Linked DNA regions of Arabidopsis thaliana: region 2 is linked to region 1. Evidence: chromatin contacts called from public ChIA-PET data. All regions are on one chromosome and are shown on one strand. Each heading gives the region's core, a stretch centred on a gene start, on an enhancer-like site or on the middle of the called end of the contact. The rest is flanking DNA. Distances are from core to core; before and after follow the strand shown.

Region 1 (3,839 bases), core at 2-2,501:
TATGTTATATATAGTAGAAACAAAGTAGGCCAAATTCTTATAGAAAAGAATAAACAAAATTAATATAAAAGATAAATGAAAAAACGGTCTTGAATTATAAACAATTTGCTAGGTGTGATTCAACATTGTCTTTATTCAATACTTGTTGGGTCATAAACATTCAAATTGCATATTATTGTTACTCTAGTATTCAAATTGCATATTATGTTTTATCTAAACTAACTTATATATTTATTTTGATAAACATGTCATATGATATTAAACTTATTTTCAATTGATCATCTTCTAAGTTGATGCATTTTAGTATTTTATATTCAAATTTTGAGATCTTAGTATGTAATATATTTTCAGGTTTTTACTATTCATCAGTTTGATGATGCAAATATACATAGTACGAATAAAATGAGTGAAATTGTTTAATTATATGATCAGGAAGAAAAAATAATATTCCAAAATCCAAATTTTAGTGGGTAATTCTTAGCACAAAAACAAATTTTGTTTCCAAATATATCACATATTTTTCAATGTTCCACAAATAGCATTAATTGTTGAAATTTGTTATGAATAAGAATATGTTCTATAACATTATATGAATTAGAATTATCAATAGATAAAGTGTGTCAACTCAAATCGCTAAATTGTTGAAAACAATTTAATAATATATTCATTTAATATATTCTCATGTCAATATGATATGATTAGATCTATTTAGTGAGATCTTATTTAATTGTTAATTCTAATAAAACAAAAATAGTGATTATATTACTAATAAATAATATAATTGTTTAATCTTATTTTATGGAACTGTATTTCTCAACTTCAATTAAATACTGTACCTAAACCTAAAATTAAATATGCAATCAACTTGATTAATAAAAAACAACAAAATGGGGTAAGAAGTAAACAACGTTGTTAAACAAGACACGCGCTCACCAGTCGCGAGTTTGGCAATAATCATGAAATGAGCTTCTTTAAAAAAACTTTCTAGTAGATAAATTAAACAATTAAAAATCTCCGACAAGATTTAACAAAGAACAGATAATATCTTCTCCGCAAAGACAAAAGTGAAAGCGAAGAAGAAATCCTCCACGTGTCATTAGCATCTTTTAACCTGAGCCACATGATACTAGTTTCTCGAAACCCCTCTTTACGCTTTTTCACCCAAATTTTTATAAAAAGAAAAACATTATGCTTACGTGGCTTATCTTCTTCTTGCTCTTTTAAAGTAACCCCTTGACTCTGCTCCTTTCATAAACAACAACTCTCTCACCAATCTCAAAACAATTCTCTCTCTCTTTATTCTTCTTCTTCAGCTTCAGATTTCAGATCTTAAATCTTCAAGTCTTCTTCTTCTTCTTCTGCAACCATGGCTATGCAGGTTTGAGATCTATCTTCTTTGTTATTCTTTATGCAATCTTGATCTTGGTTTTGTTACTGTTGTTATGTTTCAAGTCTTGTGGAATCCAGACAGATTTAACCTAAACTTAGGTTTATGTCCGAGAGAAAATAGGTTATTTTGTTATCTAATTTCAAGTTTAATCTCTTTGTCTGAGAGAACTTGGAACTGAAGATTATTCGATTGTGGCAGGTTAAAAATTGTGTTAATAGACCAGGCGATTATGTGGGATATTATGGTCGGTTGTTTTAAAGAGAGATTACTTCTTTCTTAATGTATTGATCCGTATTAGGTAAGAACATGTCTCTAATCCCCTAATTATTACTGGTGGTCTACCTCTTCTAGTTGCGTATTAATTAGTTTTATTAGACTCTTTGTAACATTTAATTACTCTTACAATATATTAAGAGACTAATTGTGTTTTCTTACTTTGTGATTATAGGAACGTTGTGAGAGTTTATGTTCTGATGAACTTATATCTTCCTCAGATGCCTTTTACCTCAAGGTACTAATTTTGTTTCTTAATCTCTTGTTTACTCTTGATTGGTTTTGAACTTAAATATGAGGTTAATTTAGGGTTTGTTTTGTTTATAGACAAGAAAGCCTTATACCATCACTAAACAAAGAGAGAAATGGACAGAAGCAGAGCATGAGAAGTTTGTAGAAGCATTGAAACTCTATGGCAGAGCTTGGAGACGAATCGAAGGTGTGTGTGCTTATCTGACTTTAGAGAGTCTAATGCACATTCTAATCTAAGTTTGATGAAGATATAAGAAAACTACTTGGACCCTAGTAATGAGTAGAGATCTGACTTTTGTTGGTTCTTCTATGGAACAGAACATGTTGGAACAAAAACTGCAGTTCAGATTCGAAGCCATGCGCAGAAGTTCTTTACTAAGGTTTGCCTTCTTGCAGACCCTTATACATGAAAAAGTTTCAACCTCTTCGTGTTAAGCAAGGTCTAATTCAAGTTTTTCTTATTAGGTTGCTCGCGATTTTGGTGTTAGCTCTGAGTCCATTGAGATCCCGCCTCCAAGGCCAAAGAGAAAGCCGATGCATCCTTACCCTAGAAAGCTTGTGATTCCTGATGCAAAAGAGATGGTATACGCTGAACTAACCGGATCCAAGCTGATTCAGGATGAAGATAACCGATCTCCAACATCGGTTTTATCAGCTCATGGCTCAGATGGATTAGGTTCCATTGGTTCAAATTCACCTAACTCTTCTTCAGCTGAGTTATCATCTCACACAGAGGAATCATTGTCTCTAGAAGCAGAGACCAAACAGAGCCTTAAGCTCTTTGGAAAAACTTTTGTAGTTGGTGATTACAACTCTTCAATGAGTTGTGATGATTCTGAAGATGGCAAGAAGAAGCTATACTCAGAAACACAGTCTCTTCAATGTTCTTCTTCTACTTCAGAAAACGCTGAAACAGAAGTGGTAGTGTCGGAGTTCAAAAGAAGTGAGAGATCAGCTTTCTCTCAGTTAAAATCGTCGGTGACTGAGATGAACAACATGAGAGGGTTCATGCCTTACAAAAAGAGAGTAAAGGTGGAAGAAAACATTGACAATGTAAAATTATCATATCCTTTGTGGTGAAGTGTTCGTTTGTGTCAAGTCAGTTGTGTAAACTCTTTTGATCTCAACATCAGATTATGTGTATAATGTCAGAGTATTAGGGAAAGTTTTTTTGGATTAGATTCGTAAGATCACTCCAAAGTTTCGTGTCTTTCCATATAACCAGTTAGAAATTGAGATCCTTGTACTTAAACATTTTTATTTGATCAATCAAATCTTCTTGATAACTCTAAATTGTTGTACATAATAGTAGTCTCTATCAAGCATTTCATTCGAAAGGATTAACAAAAAAGATTAGGTTTACAAAAAATACATCAAAAGCAAATGTTTGAAACATAGAAACAAGTAATGCATCATAAACCCTAAGACTAGCTTCAAGTCTCTGTGACGGTTTCACTCTGTTTCAAGATCTTCCTCGTACGGTACTCGTCGACACAAAGGACACGACCTCTGACGCTTAAGCCACTCAAAGATACAATTTTGATGGAACAAATGGAAACAGTCAGGTAACAGAATGATGTTATCATCATGACTCTCCGAAAAGTCCTCCAAACAAATCGAACAAGTGGTTTCTTCTTCATCTCCCAAATCAGTCAATTCCATTGTTTGTTCCTCAAGCAATCTTTGAAACGTATCTGTCGACCTAACAGCAATAGACGAGAACATAACATCTCTTGTCACTTCCACGTATAAGGACACACTAAAAGGTTGGGGAATATGAGCACAATCCAAAACGATCCTTTCGCTCAACAATCGACAAAACTCAGTATGTGTGATGAACTCGTCAAGGTCTTGATAGATGTGATGTGAACTGAGACATGATGGTTTCAATTCGATTTTAGTCATAAGTGGAGCCGCGAACGTT
Region 2 (3,811 bases), core at 283-2,782, 40 kb before region 1:
TGTATAATATAACCAACTAAGAAATTACCAGAATCATTGTTACATATATGTGACCAAAAGTGACTACTTCTCCGGCTTCTGTTTTGAAAATAACAAGATAAATCAACCCTACAATACATTAACAAGATTCCATATGAAAATTGTAGGTATTACCTCTTGAGATTTCTCTGTTCTTTTTCAGCCCATGTCTTCACCATCTTTCGAGGATTGTGACGACAGTAGCCATATCTAAAACGGTAATCTCCTTGTACATATCGATCTCGATCCCTGAAATCATCACAGTTATAAAAATAGGGACTAAAACAAAATCATTAACAACCTCTATTCATGTAATACTAATAGCTCACTTGAAAACCAGAACAGATGTCTTGTACACTTTTATTGCAAGTTCCGAACCGTCAGATTTTGTGGCATGATAAACATTTGCCTGAAAGACAATAATTAAAGAGAGTGCTTTCAACAAAAAAGAATAAAAACAGATAATCTCAAATATGAGAGTTGTGAAATGTATCATACTTCTTTGCCTGTCGAGATACAGCCATTAACATCGTTAAACACACCCCTATTAAGCATTCTAAACAATACCATACGCGTCCTTGGATCAAGAGCCTGGAACAAAGAACAAAACAACATCAACACAATGCTTACATCAGACCCGAATCTTTGTGTGACAGTTAGAGCTTACCTGTTCAACAGTTGCCCGGTCCGCTTTATCAGTATTCCTACTTCTCCCAATTTCTGTATCTCTAAGACTTCCACGAATCGCAGTTGTCACAGAATTCGACATCCCAACTTTAACTCTTCCTTCCCATCCCTGCATCATCAATTAACTCAAAATCACATTTCCAGCTACACAAAACCTACCTGAACCTAAACCCTATAAACTCAATGTTCATTTGAGCAGAGACTATGAGCAATTCAGAAGCTATTTCAAATGTAAAGATCATATCTTTATAAGAAATTCAGAAGCTTTTTTCAAATTCTAAACAAAAATTCGATAAGAAACGGTACCTCCAAAGGAGAAGCACGAACGTGACTAGTAAGCTTCTGGGCCTTATTTGAAATAGGCTGAAGAGCACTAGAGTTAGGGCGTGAACCATGTCCACCGTGAGCATTAGGACGACGAGCATGAAGAGAAAAGCCACCACCAATTAGCTCGTCATCGTCTTTACCGTCTAGCCAATCAAGAGCTTCAGCGATATCGGAATCTGACGAAAGCGAGAGATCATCGTCATCATCTTCAAGCTCTTCTTCGTATTCCACAAAGGGAGTAATCTTCGGTGGTGGCTCTGCAACTACCACTACTTCCTCCATCACTTGTTTTTCGTGGAAACAACTACCGGCGACGAGAATCAGAAGAAGAATTCACCAGTCGAAAACCCTTTTCTTTACTCAGACAAAACGACGTCGTTTAGGTTTCGGTTTTGAACAGTTTAACTAAACCAGACCGGACAAGAACAATTCTTGGCGGTGAGTAGGATTGGTTTACCCGACCCGAAGATAAACAATAAACAAAAGACAAACACGTGATGCTCACGTGGGTTCTTCTTCAACTCTCTCGCCGTTTCTAGAGCTCTTCGGTGTCCTCTGCTTCTTGCCTGAGTTTAGTAAAATTTCAAGCATTGTCTCTTTTACTCGGTAAGTTTTCTTGTTTGATACACATATTCGCTTCTCACATCAGAAATTGATATCAAAGTAAGTTCCTTTTTTCTTATTATTCTCTCGAGATTGACGAAATTGAACTCTGTTTCTCGATTTCTAGGAACTTATCTTGAGCACTCTGTCCCACTCTGATTTGACCTTTGAAAGAGCTCTTATATAAATTCTTAGTATAGGGATTGTGTTTGGAAATTTTGGATATAAGTTTATGTTTTGTCTAGCTGTTAATGAGCACAAAGTTTCATGCTTTTTAGCTTGTTTTCTCTAATAATAGGTTTTTGAACTTCATAGGATTGTTTGGAGAAATTTTTGGAGGTGATGGACAACGGGAATGATCAACAAATCGATGTTGGCTCGGTAGTTGAAGCAGTTTCGGCTGATCATTCCTTTGGTGCTCCTCTCTATGTAGTTGAGAGTATGTGTATGCGCTGCGGTGAAAATGTATGTCTCTTTATCTCTCTCACACACTTACATTTGGTTAGGTGTCTCGGTTTGTAGGTAAGGTCTATGTGTATATTCCAATTGATTTTACAATTGGAATTTTTCTGTGTAAGCTTATCTTTTTGTGGATGGAGAAATTGGTTGAACGCGTAGCTTGCAGTGACTGTATTTGTTTTCTCATTGCTTTGTAAATTTACTAGAAGTGAAACCATCTCAATGCCTTTGAAATCTTGCCAGTTTGGAGCATCTTCATCAAATTTGAGATGGGAGAAGGTTGGAAATAGAGAAACTTAAGTATTTGTGAGATTTAGAGGAACTTTACCAAGTTTTATTGAGATTCCTGATGTTGTTATGTAGTCCTTATCCTTTGTCATAGGAGGAAAGGTTATACAGGTCTAGGAAACAGGCTAGCGTCGCTTTAGTCTTTGCTTTTTAGTTTGAGCTTGTTCCCAAATTGTACATGTTGGCTTTAATAACATTAGTTCGTTCTACAGTCCAATGGTTCTTGAGATTGTAATGAAGTGTATTATAGCGGGGATGAAACAGACCTTATTGGCTAAGTCTTGGTGATGGAATGAAATATATTAACATATGTGGTTCTGTGGAAATCAATTGGGAAGCTTTATATTGTGAACTTTCAGCTACTAGTTTATTTTTGGCTGAAATCTTTTTCAGTTGTAAAGAGTCCAACGTATGAGATTTTCTTGGTCTTTCTCTTGATCCTTCTTCTGTGCATAAAGTAGCTTCTTATTTCTTTTCCAGGGAACAACTAGATTTCTATTGACCTTAATACCTCACTTCAGAAAGGTATGTTTTAAAGAGTACCCAATTTTGTTCATTTTCTAGATTCAGATTTTTAATATTCTAGCTAATGTGAGTAGACGACATTCTAGAAAACTAACAATCCACTAAGTTTTGTTGGTTCGACGTTTTATTTAGAATTTTCTCTACCTTGTGTTAGCTTAGAAGCTTCCTGCTAACATATTTCTGGTTACAGGTCTTAATATCTGCATTTGAATGTCCGCATTGCGGAGAAAGGTACAACTTCTTATGATTTTGAGATGCTTTTAAGTATTTGATTTGAGATACACTATATATTGTCTATTTTCTCAATTAAAAAAGATAAGCCTTTTCTTGATCTCTGGTATATTTTATAGGAATAATGAAGTTCAGTTTGCTGGCGAGATTCAACCCCGAGGATGCTCTTACCATCTAGAGGTTTCAGCTGGTGATGTGAAGGTTGGTGCATTGATTCAAATCTAAAGTTTTGTTCTTTTCAATAGAAGTTTGTTATAATTTTCATGTGGAGATGCAATTATGAGGTAGCATGTAGCCTGCCATTCTTATAAGAAAAAACATGAATTATCTTTCTTTAGTTGTCTCTTGCTCCCTAAGCTAATTTTACCTTCTTATTTCTCTCTGAATGCAGACATTTGACCGGCAAGTTGTAAAATCTGAATCAGCCACTATTAAGGTGAGTTCTCTTACTGATTCTGGGAAATTCAATGCATCTTCGGATTCAGTATTTTCTTAACCGAGCATATTTATAAGAAACAGCTTCCCCTAATCTCCCTGAAAACTGTGAATTAGTTTCCTTCTTATAATATGAAAACTGGACTGATTTGAAGCTGGAAACTGATAGTAGTTTGCATTAATATATGTATTCAGATTCCTGAACTGGATTTTGAGATTCCACCAGAGGCCCAAAGTG

The links. ChIA-PET counts read pairs in DNA pulled down with a chosen protein or histone mark.
Region 2: an H3K4me3 ChIA-PET map of shoot shows a contact between it and region 1, with 10 read pairs. The contact joins the promoter of AT5G37350 here to the promoter of RVE2 in region 1. A contact is called at or near these places in 2 of 26 Hi-C or Micro-C datasets (rosette leaf and seedling) and 1 of 2 datasets of contacts at active chromatin or transcription factors (shoot).

What each region holds. Positions count from the first base shown.
Region 1 is chr5:14,750,500-14,754,338 of TAIR10.1, reverse strand. RVE2 (Homeodomain-like superfamily protein) reads left to right here and starts at 1,251. Exons shown (of 5, transcript NM_123085.3): 1 at 1,251-1,378; 2 at 1,839-1,901; 3 at 1,991-2,102; 4 at 2,234-2,295; 5 at 2,381-2,995. The coding sequence starts at 1,367. The coding sequence ends at 2,995. It overlaps AT5G37250 (RING/U-box superfamily protein), which reads right to left. Exons shown (of 1, transcript NM_001344175.1): 1 at 3,334-3,839. The coding sequence ends at 3,368.
Region 2 is chr5:14,790,540-14,794,350 of TAIR10.1, reverse strand. AT5G37350 (Serine/threonine-protein kinase Rio1) reads right to left here and starts at 1,532. Exons shown (of 12, transcript NM_180769.3): 1 at 1,012-1,532; 2 at 686-814; 3 at 517-609; 4 at 348-427; 5 at 154-267. The coding sequence starts at 1,314. It overlaps AT5G37340 (ZPR1 zinc-finger domain protein), which reads left to right and starts at 1,533. Exons shown (of 17, transcript NM_123093.4): 1 at 1,533-1,638; 2 at 1,951-2,100; 3 at 2,863-2,907; 4 at 3,098-3,138; 5 at 3,258-3,339; 6 at 3,530-3,574; 7 at 3,769-3,811. The coding sequence starts at 1,978.